Regions from separate parts of the Zea mays genome. Here region 2 is linked to region 1. The links are chromatin contacts, called in public Hi-C maps. All regions are on one chromosome and are shown on one strand. Each heading gives the region's core, a stretch centred on a gene start, on an enhancer-like site or on the middle of the called end of the contact. The rest is flanking DNA. Distances are from core to core; before and after follow the strand shown.

Region 1 (3,905 bases), core at 225-2,724:
TCCCGAATGTCTGATTCCCTTTTCCTATCTGCTACAGTTCCACTGGATTGTTTTAAATATTAGTACCCCTAAAATGTGAAAAATTAAAATACGAGTAGTAAATCATTATATTTGTAGAGTAGTCCGGGACGTCATTTTTATGGAGCTCTGCCACTGCTCTTTGCCGAGTGTGGCACTCGGCGAATTCTTTGCCTTTCTCCGGTAGAGCCTCTCCTGTAAATAGCGTCTTTCTCCTGTCCAAATATTTTAATGGTAACTTTCTTTGTGCTCACTCGGTTCTAGATTTTAAGGTACGGGAAGATCATATACGTTAGCAACGTTTGCTGGCTGGCTCAAAACTTGATGTCCAGGAGGATGGGGCTCTTTATTTACACTTTTCTAGATGAGCCTGCACTGCACCCCGGCAGCATGACTAGGATAGCACTACACACGATGAAGCATGACAGTAGCAGCTCATGTCTTGTTATATATATATGAAATTATTCAGAGAAAAGATCCGTACTAGTTTATTGTTCTTCTGATCTCTTCCTTCTCCGAAAGAACGATCTGATCTTTTCTCCCATTGGAGGGCTCGGGAACGTACCGCAAGCATTGAGCGAGCGCCGAGTGGAATTAAGCTGGGGCGGAAGCCTGAAGGGGACTGGGAGGAGAGCAGAGCAGCCGCAGCGACGAGTGCGCGTCGCGAGCGAGAGAGTCCGCGGCCCTCTCCCCTCCCCGAGAATATCTGCAGGCGACGACGACGACGAAGCGCGTGCAGTGGCGGCGAGAGCGACGCGAGATGCGCGCACTGCCCGCGAAATGGCCAGCCCGAGACCTCGCGATCGGCGCGCGCACCAGCACTGCGCTGCGCTCGTGCGCACGGACGTGCCGTCGCGAGCGAGCGTGGCCGGCTGTCTGAGCGGCGTTGACCCCCCCGCCCCGCCCGCGCGGTGCTCGACCGGCGAGCAGGGACCGATACGCTGTCCCTGTCGCGACACGTACCGATCGTCCGTGGGCCGTGGGCGCGGCCGGCGAGATGATGCGTGGGTCAACGATGTGGGAGGCTTGCAGCGCCCGCTCGCTTGTTTTCGTCTCCACGCTCGAGTGACACGAGGATTATTATTGCGTTGCGTCCATGTATGTACTCAATCCTTCGATCGCTGCGTCGCTGTAGCTAGCCTGGCTCGTAGGGGCTGGACCTGGACCTGGAAGATGAGAGCGGAGATGAACGGAACAGGAAGGCTGGATGTACCAGGTCTCTGTTCGGCTGTCACAGCGCACTATGGTTGCATTGCATCTCGGTGGAGATATATATATGATCTGACTTTATGCTTTCGAGTAAACACACTTTTGTGGAGAACAGTACCGAGTCATCGATACGCGTGGCACGTCCTTGTATCAGAAGAACGAAAAGGGCCGAGTCCAACTACTCCTTCCTACGCCTATCCAGTTTAGAGCATATCCCGATAACAGTCCGGTCCAACAACAACTACACCTCTCCCCGATAAACACCTACAATTTTTTTGGGCCGTAGAGGCCTTCCGGGCCACCTTGGAATCAGAGCTCTGCGTCCTTGTTTCGGGCCTCACGAGCTCGCGTCTCCACTCACAATTCTCTTTTTCGCTGTGGGCAAGCCGCGAGCCGCCTGATACACTGATACTCGTCTTTAATCCAGCCAATACGAGGTGGTCCACCATCAAATGTCTACAATCAATCATCAGACACGATATCACACGAGCGGAACCGTCGAGGCGCCGCTACGCTCGTTGTTTTCTTATAACCCCCCTATAATCATCAAATGTCCTTAATCCACCTTGGATACGTTCTCATTATTTATAACCCCCTATAAGGGCTAGTTTAGAACCACATTTTCCCAAGCGATTTTCACATTCCTAAGGAAAATTAGTTCATTTTTTTTAGAAAATAGAAATTTTATAGAAAAATGGTCTTCCCAAACTAGCCCTAAGTTGTTTTCTTAAATTGCTTGGATAGTATCAAAAGTAGTACTTCTTCCTTCGTCCTTACTAATTGTGATTTGCCAAAACCATTTATACAAAAAAATGTTATTATATTAAAACTAAAAGCTAGGGCACTTTGTTATCATGAAATAATCAACATTAATACTGTAGAAACTGTTGATGTACCTCGATATATACCTTGGCCACTAGCTTGTTACATATGAATGTGTGAATAATCTCACAAACATAGTATCCACACAGATCGCTCTCCTTTACCCGTGTCAAACACGGAAATCAAACGTTATGGCTTATTATTAGCAAATAACTTGCTAGGTGTGCGAGCTTCAAATGTATATATAGGAAAGTTCGGTCTAATCTTAAGAGTTTCCTTTAGTTCGGGCTGTTTTCGCGTAGCTGCCTCCATGCCTTGCATAATGGAAATGTCAAGTCCTTGATGCATGCATGATTTACTTATTTAGAGATTTAGAGAGTTGTGGTTCGAACGGTAAGAGTTACTCATTAAGAATGTCCACTATTTCTTGTAAGCCTTGGAATGGCTTTATCAACGACTCAAGGATATGTGCGGCGCTATTCTCCATTGGGATGACCAGAAGCATCCTGTGAAAGTTGTAGAAAGGTTATAAAAATAGAGAGTAAATTAGAATACACGTTTATTTAGCCAGAAAAGATATGGCTACGAAAAGATAATGGGCATTAACTTAAAGTTGTAAGGAATAAGTATATATTGTATATAATCTTTCTTCTGAAAAAACGTGAGCAAACTTTTTAGTATGTTTGCACGATAGTCCTAAATTACATTTTGGTTAATAACCACCACTAAGCCGATATTGAAAATCCCTTCTTTACAACATCGTTAGATTTCAATCCTTCATGAAACAAAGTAGGTAAAAATAAACTTTAGGTAGCATTGAATATATATAGAGAGAGGTTTGCTAGTATTTGTGTTGGACACCAAAATGAGCGGACGGTCCGGCCCATGGGCCCGGACGGTCCGCGTGTCCCGAGATTAGATTAACTCGGATGTTTATCCTTATCTCGTGCGTGGTTATCCATCTAATCACGTGAGAGTTTGTTGGCTATCTCTTAGGAAAAGGTCCAGACCTCCTCCCCTATAAATATAAAGGGGTACGGCCGATTGAGAACCCCCGAACACATTCCAATCGAACCAATTACCTTATTTACTTTTCCTGCCCTAGGAGTAGATGTAGCATAGTTCTAGTTGTAGTCTTCCACATATCCACCTCCACCCCTATTCGACTCTACGTCGTCTAGATCCGTCTTGGGTGGCCTGCCGATCCCAAGACGACCCTAGGATCTCACCCCTCCCGGGGGCAAGATCTAGTTGTCCATCCAAGGCTTCTTCCTCGATTTGATCTCTTAATTCCTAGGCGACTCCACGTCGTCTGGGGACGCCCCGGGTGACCTGTCGACCCGAAGCACCTTAAGATCTTTCCCCCCAGGGGACGAGATCTAGATTCCAGCAAGGAGGAGGAAGACGACCCTCTCGCCAGACCGTCGGTGTGACGCAGGGAAGACACAGCTCCTGCGCCCAGGTCGCGGACCGTCCGGCCCAAGGCTGCGGCCCAAGTGATGCTAAAGGTTTTGTCAAAGTTCTATTGTGCTGCTCCTTTGCAGTAGAAAATTGTGCTGCTCTATAGAGGTGTAGGCTGTAGAACAGCGAAAATGATCCTTTCTCGGCTTCCAATAACTAGAGAAAGTCCTGGCCCAACAGTGTCATCTGGTTCAGCCGAACGGGTGCAGACGGCTATAAAAAAAACCCAGGCCGTCAGGGATTAGGTTTTAGCGGGATGGCGGTTCCCTCGGGCGAGCGAGCGAGCGGCAGCGGTTTCCTCGGGCGTGCGAGCGGCGGCGATCCCGGGGGCTAGTGGCTGTGGCGCGCTGAGGCGGGCGACCGACGGCGACGATCCTATGGCGGACAGGTAAGCA
Region 2 (3,977 bases), core at 916-3,415, 420 kb before region 1:
GCAAAGCATCAGCATCCAGAGTGTGATGGCCAGCTCGCTGTTGCATACGCTGCCAATATCAGCTCTCCTTGTCACACACAGATGCAACCCAGAGGAAACAAACATCAATGGATCTCCATTAACAAGATGTTTTATTTGCTATATCTGTTGGGTACAACATGGCATTTGCCTAAATGATTTTACTATATGGACAGGAAATACTTCTACAGTACAAATGCAGTCAGAAGGGGAAAAAATCAGGGGAAGTAGTAGATAAACAGGAGAAACCACACTGCTCAATCAGCCTTGGTCTGCTGTGCTTGGTTGAGCTTAACCGGGCGCGCCTCGAGACCACCTCCCTTGCGGGTCTCCAGAGTGTAAGGCATGTATGTTCCAAGGATCTTGTCCCACATGACAAAGAAGGGCTGAGAGAAGTTGTACTTGTTGCCGTAGAGCTGATGGTGGATGTCATGGTAAGCGCTGTTGTTGCTGAAGAATACATGGAGGATGTTCCCAGGAAGCCACAGACCACAGTGGTCGTCGACGGTCTTGATGGTCGCGAACGAGAAGAAGAATATGCCAGTCCTTGGGGTCATGCCAGAGATGAGGAACGAGAGCGCGCCACCGATGGTGTCCAGGATGAGTCCCTCCAGGGGGTGGTTGTACAGAGCTCCAAAAGCGTAGGGGACGACAAGAGTGTGGTGCTTAGAGTGGACGTGCTTGTACAAGAACTTGTTGATGTGCATGTATCTGTGCATGAAATACTGCCATGTGTCCATGACAAACATTGCAACGATAAATTGCAACGCCAATACCAGAGCCGGAGGTTGCTTCCTCACAGCCCCATTCTCATCACCAAGAACCTGCAGTTTCAGGAAATTTCATGGTTGTAAGTCCAGTTTTCACAGGTGAAATTTCAAAGTCAAGTCCACAAGCAGCATCTAGAACCAATGTTGGTCAAAACTAGGAGGAGGAAGTTCTACAATGTTATTAATAAATACAGTGCACTAGGTCAAACTTTAGTGGCTTGTAAATTTCAATGCCATCAACTCAGTTTACTTTTATAATCACTCCAAGTAACAGTCCAAGTGCCGATGTGAAATTAAACGAAGCTACTTAATAGGAACAATTAAGCTCGAGACAAGTTCAGGTCCTTAGTTAATCTCAGCCATTCCTTCTGAATCTACCGATTCTCCCTCCATCAATTACCATGACAAAAAATACAAGAAACCTAAGAAATTCATCAAGCAAAGGATATATGTGAAAAGGTCAATCGATTCGGATCCACAACTGCTTGCTTTGCTGTTGAAACAAACCAAAACCATCTTTTGTAAACAGCAGCCTACTTACCAAATTCACCGTCTAGAAAATAACTAACAAAATACCAGTAGTCCAGTACCAAATACTAATCACACACTTTTTTTGGCAGTTAGATGTTGGAAAGAGTGATTACCGTGAAGAGAAGAAGGGAGACAGCGATTTGAAACGCCTGCTGAACAAGGACGCCCCTGACGACCGTCGACCTGGAAACGATGTTCTTGGCCTCCTCCTCCCCCTTGGGATGGAGCCTGTAGTCGTCCATCCCGAGCCCGTCCAGGACGACGTAGAGCCCCGAGTAGAGCCAGTACACCGCAATCGGCACGAAGGTGCCCAGCAGCTCGTCGGAGACCGCAAATGCCATCGCCACTTGAGCGCGCCCTGCGACCGTCAGCAGGCGCGCGAGCACCGAGACGTTAGCCAGCGGCTGATTAGGCTAGCTAAACGAATGATAGAACAGACGAATCTTGAACCCAATCGACCGCAATGTCATCGCATTACGACCGAAGAGGCGAACGCTAACAGGAGATACGCCGCAAATGCGCAGAGGATTCCCCATGCCAGTGACCTCGCGAAAGCAATTCGCAGAGGAGAACGCGACGAATCAGGGCGGATCTCGTTCTTACCAGGAAAGACGACGAAGAAGCTTAGCCTCCGGCGGTTCCTTCTCCTGGCTCTGTGTCTGTGTCCTGTCCCGAACAGGGCAAGAAAGAAGCGCCTTTTTGCCGGATTGCGTTGCCTCTGCTCCGAGATGGATGAAATGGGATGGGATGAGTTGGCCGCCTAGTCCGGCGAGTACTTATAGCTGGGCAGCAAGCGCAATGTTTGTGGTCTGTGAGAAGACCGGCGAGATTTTTACTTGTCTCCGGTCACCTTGGCTGGGCAGGCTGGCTGGCTTCAGTTCCGTCCAGGCGTGAGGGGGGGGGGGGGGGACGAGGAGGAGAGAACTGGAGAAGGCTGAAGGCTAGTCGCGCACACCGCACGCCTCTGCGCGTTGCTGTTTGCCTGTTTTGACTATTTCGGAAGCGTCTTTTCGGCGGACCGGAGCCGCACTCGTGCTTGGCTGCTGGTTTCACCAAGATGTCATACTTTTAAAAGGCGGTCAATATTATCTAAAAACTATATGTTTACTTCATTAAAAAAATATCTCAACATGTAACGATTACATTGTACAAGTAAAGAAAGTAGCAAAAAAAACTATTTAAAAATGTAAGTATTATAAGTATACTTAATTTGGAATAAAGTTAGTAGTCCGTTGCTGCTGCTACCTGCATGCTGGTGGTGGTCAATGGAGCTGGGCGGTTGAAGTGGTCGCTGCTGAAGTGCTGATACAAGGTCTAACCCTAGCAGCGATAAGAAAATGGAACCTGTGCTGGGCACACAGGATTGCAGGATTTGAGAACGGATTCTCTGCAGTCTGCACGACCCACGGGCCAGGGGATGCACATGCGTCGCTTCGCAAAATATTCCTGAGGAAGAAAAAAAAAAGTTTAAACCTGCTGTTGGAACTTATATAAAAATGTGTAAATCTTCTTTGCAAAAAAAGATAAAATTAAATTAAAGTTCGGATGTTTGAACTGTTGCAGCATCAATTTAGATAAAAATACTATAAAACCCGTAGAAATCGGTACGGATTAAAGTTAAACGAACAGGCTATCTGCTAGTAAAATATTGCCACTAATAAATAGCATACATACGAAAAAAAGAAATGTAATGGTAGGAAGACTTGGAGTTTCATAAAGTTCTCGTTGCACTAGATGTACTTTTTAAAACTATTTTTATGAAAAAAAACACGTTTTTTAATAGGAAATCTTTCTTAGGGAAAAAAAGAGTACATGACAGAGCTACAGAATGACGGTTGGGCGTATTCTGAACATTCGTTTTTTTTAGTTCGTGAAGACCGACTCGGCCACCTTGTTTTCGCAAAACTTCCGTCTCTAGGCACTTGAACATTCTTTCGTCAAGCTAGCTTGTTTGTTTGGGCTTTTTGGAGCCTGTGACTACCAAAAGCTGCTGCGAATTGTCAAACGCTTAGCTTTTCAGTCAGCTTCTACAAAATTCGTTTAGGTAAAAATCATTCAAAATCAACATAAACACATAATCGGTTGAGTCGTTGCAATAGTAGGAATCCGTCACTTTCTACATCCTGAGTCCTATGGACACCTTTATCTTCCTCCGCGCATAATTCTAATGATACTCAGATTCTCTACACAGTCAGATTCTTCCTACAGCTAGATTCTCAGAAAAGCTGGTCAGAAAAAAGCTGAACGAAACAGATCCAGAATTCTCTGTGCAGCTGCATGGATATCTTTGGATACGAAATACTTTGATACATACTAGTGTAAGTACAATTGTATACTATTTGGCATACGGGCTTCAGTTTGCGCGTTGGATTTTTTTGCCAGCACGAGATGCATACCTTGTTCCCTTTTTTAAAAAATAAATAAAAATAAAGTAGACGCAGATATAGTAGTGAGTGCGAATCAGTGCTGTGCATACTGGTCAACTTCTGTACGTGTTCAGAAAATAATTGCATCGCTTCGTATGTTGAAAAATAGTCCCGCCCGGTGTTCTGTGTTTGTTTTTATAAATCAGAAGTCTTCGAGGAGGCTGGGAGCTGAATTTGGTGAAATATGGGGGGATAGAAACGGAACACACATGGATTAATCTAATCATACTGT

What was found. Hi-C and Micro-C count contacts between places; a contact is called where the count stands out from the background.
Region 2: a contact with region 1 is called in a Hi-C map of ear, with 4 times the contacts expected there. The contact joins the promoter of LOC100282881 here to the enhancer-like site in region 1. A contact is called at or near these places in 2 of 25 Hi-C or Micro-C datasets (ear and tassel).

What each region holds. Positions count from the first base shown.
Region 1 is chr9:5,727,625-5,731,529 of Zm-B73-REFERENCE-NAM-5.0, reverse strand. No RefSeq gene overlaps it. Among protein-coding and RNA genes, the nearest start is that of LOC118473265, 51 kb to the left of the region's middle. Within about 2 kb of position 1,474, at least 20 of the 20 cell types and tissues checked have an H3K27ac peak or open chromatin away from gene starts, as enhancers often do. A contact at or near this core is called in ear and tassel, where this site is marked.
Region 2 is chr9:6,145,136-6,149,112 of Zm-B73-REFERENCE-NAM-5.0, reverse strand. LOC100282881 (protein SUR2) reads right to left here and starts at 2,165. Exons shown (of 3, transcript NM_001155787.2): 1 at 1,923-2,165; 2 at 1,433-1,677; 3 at 97-842. The coding sequence starts at 1,660. The coding sequence ends at 276.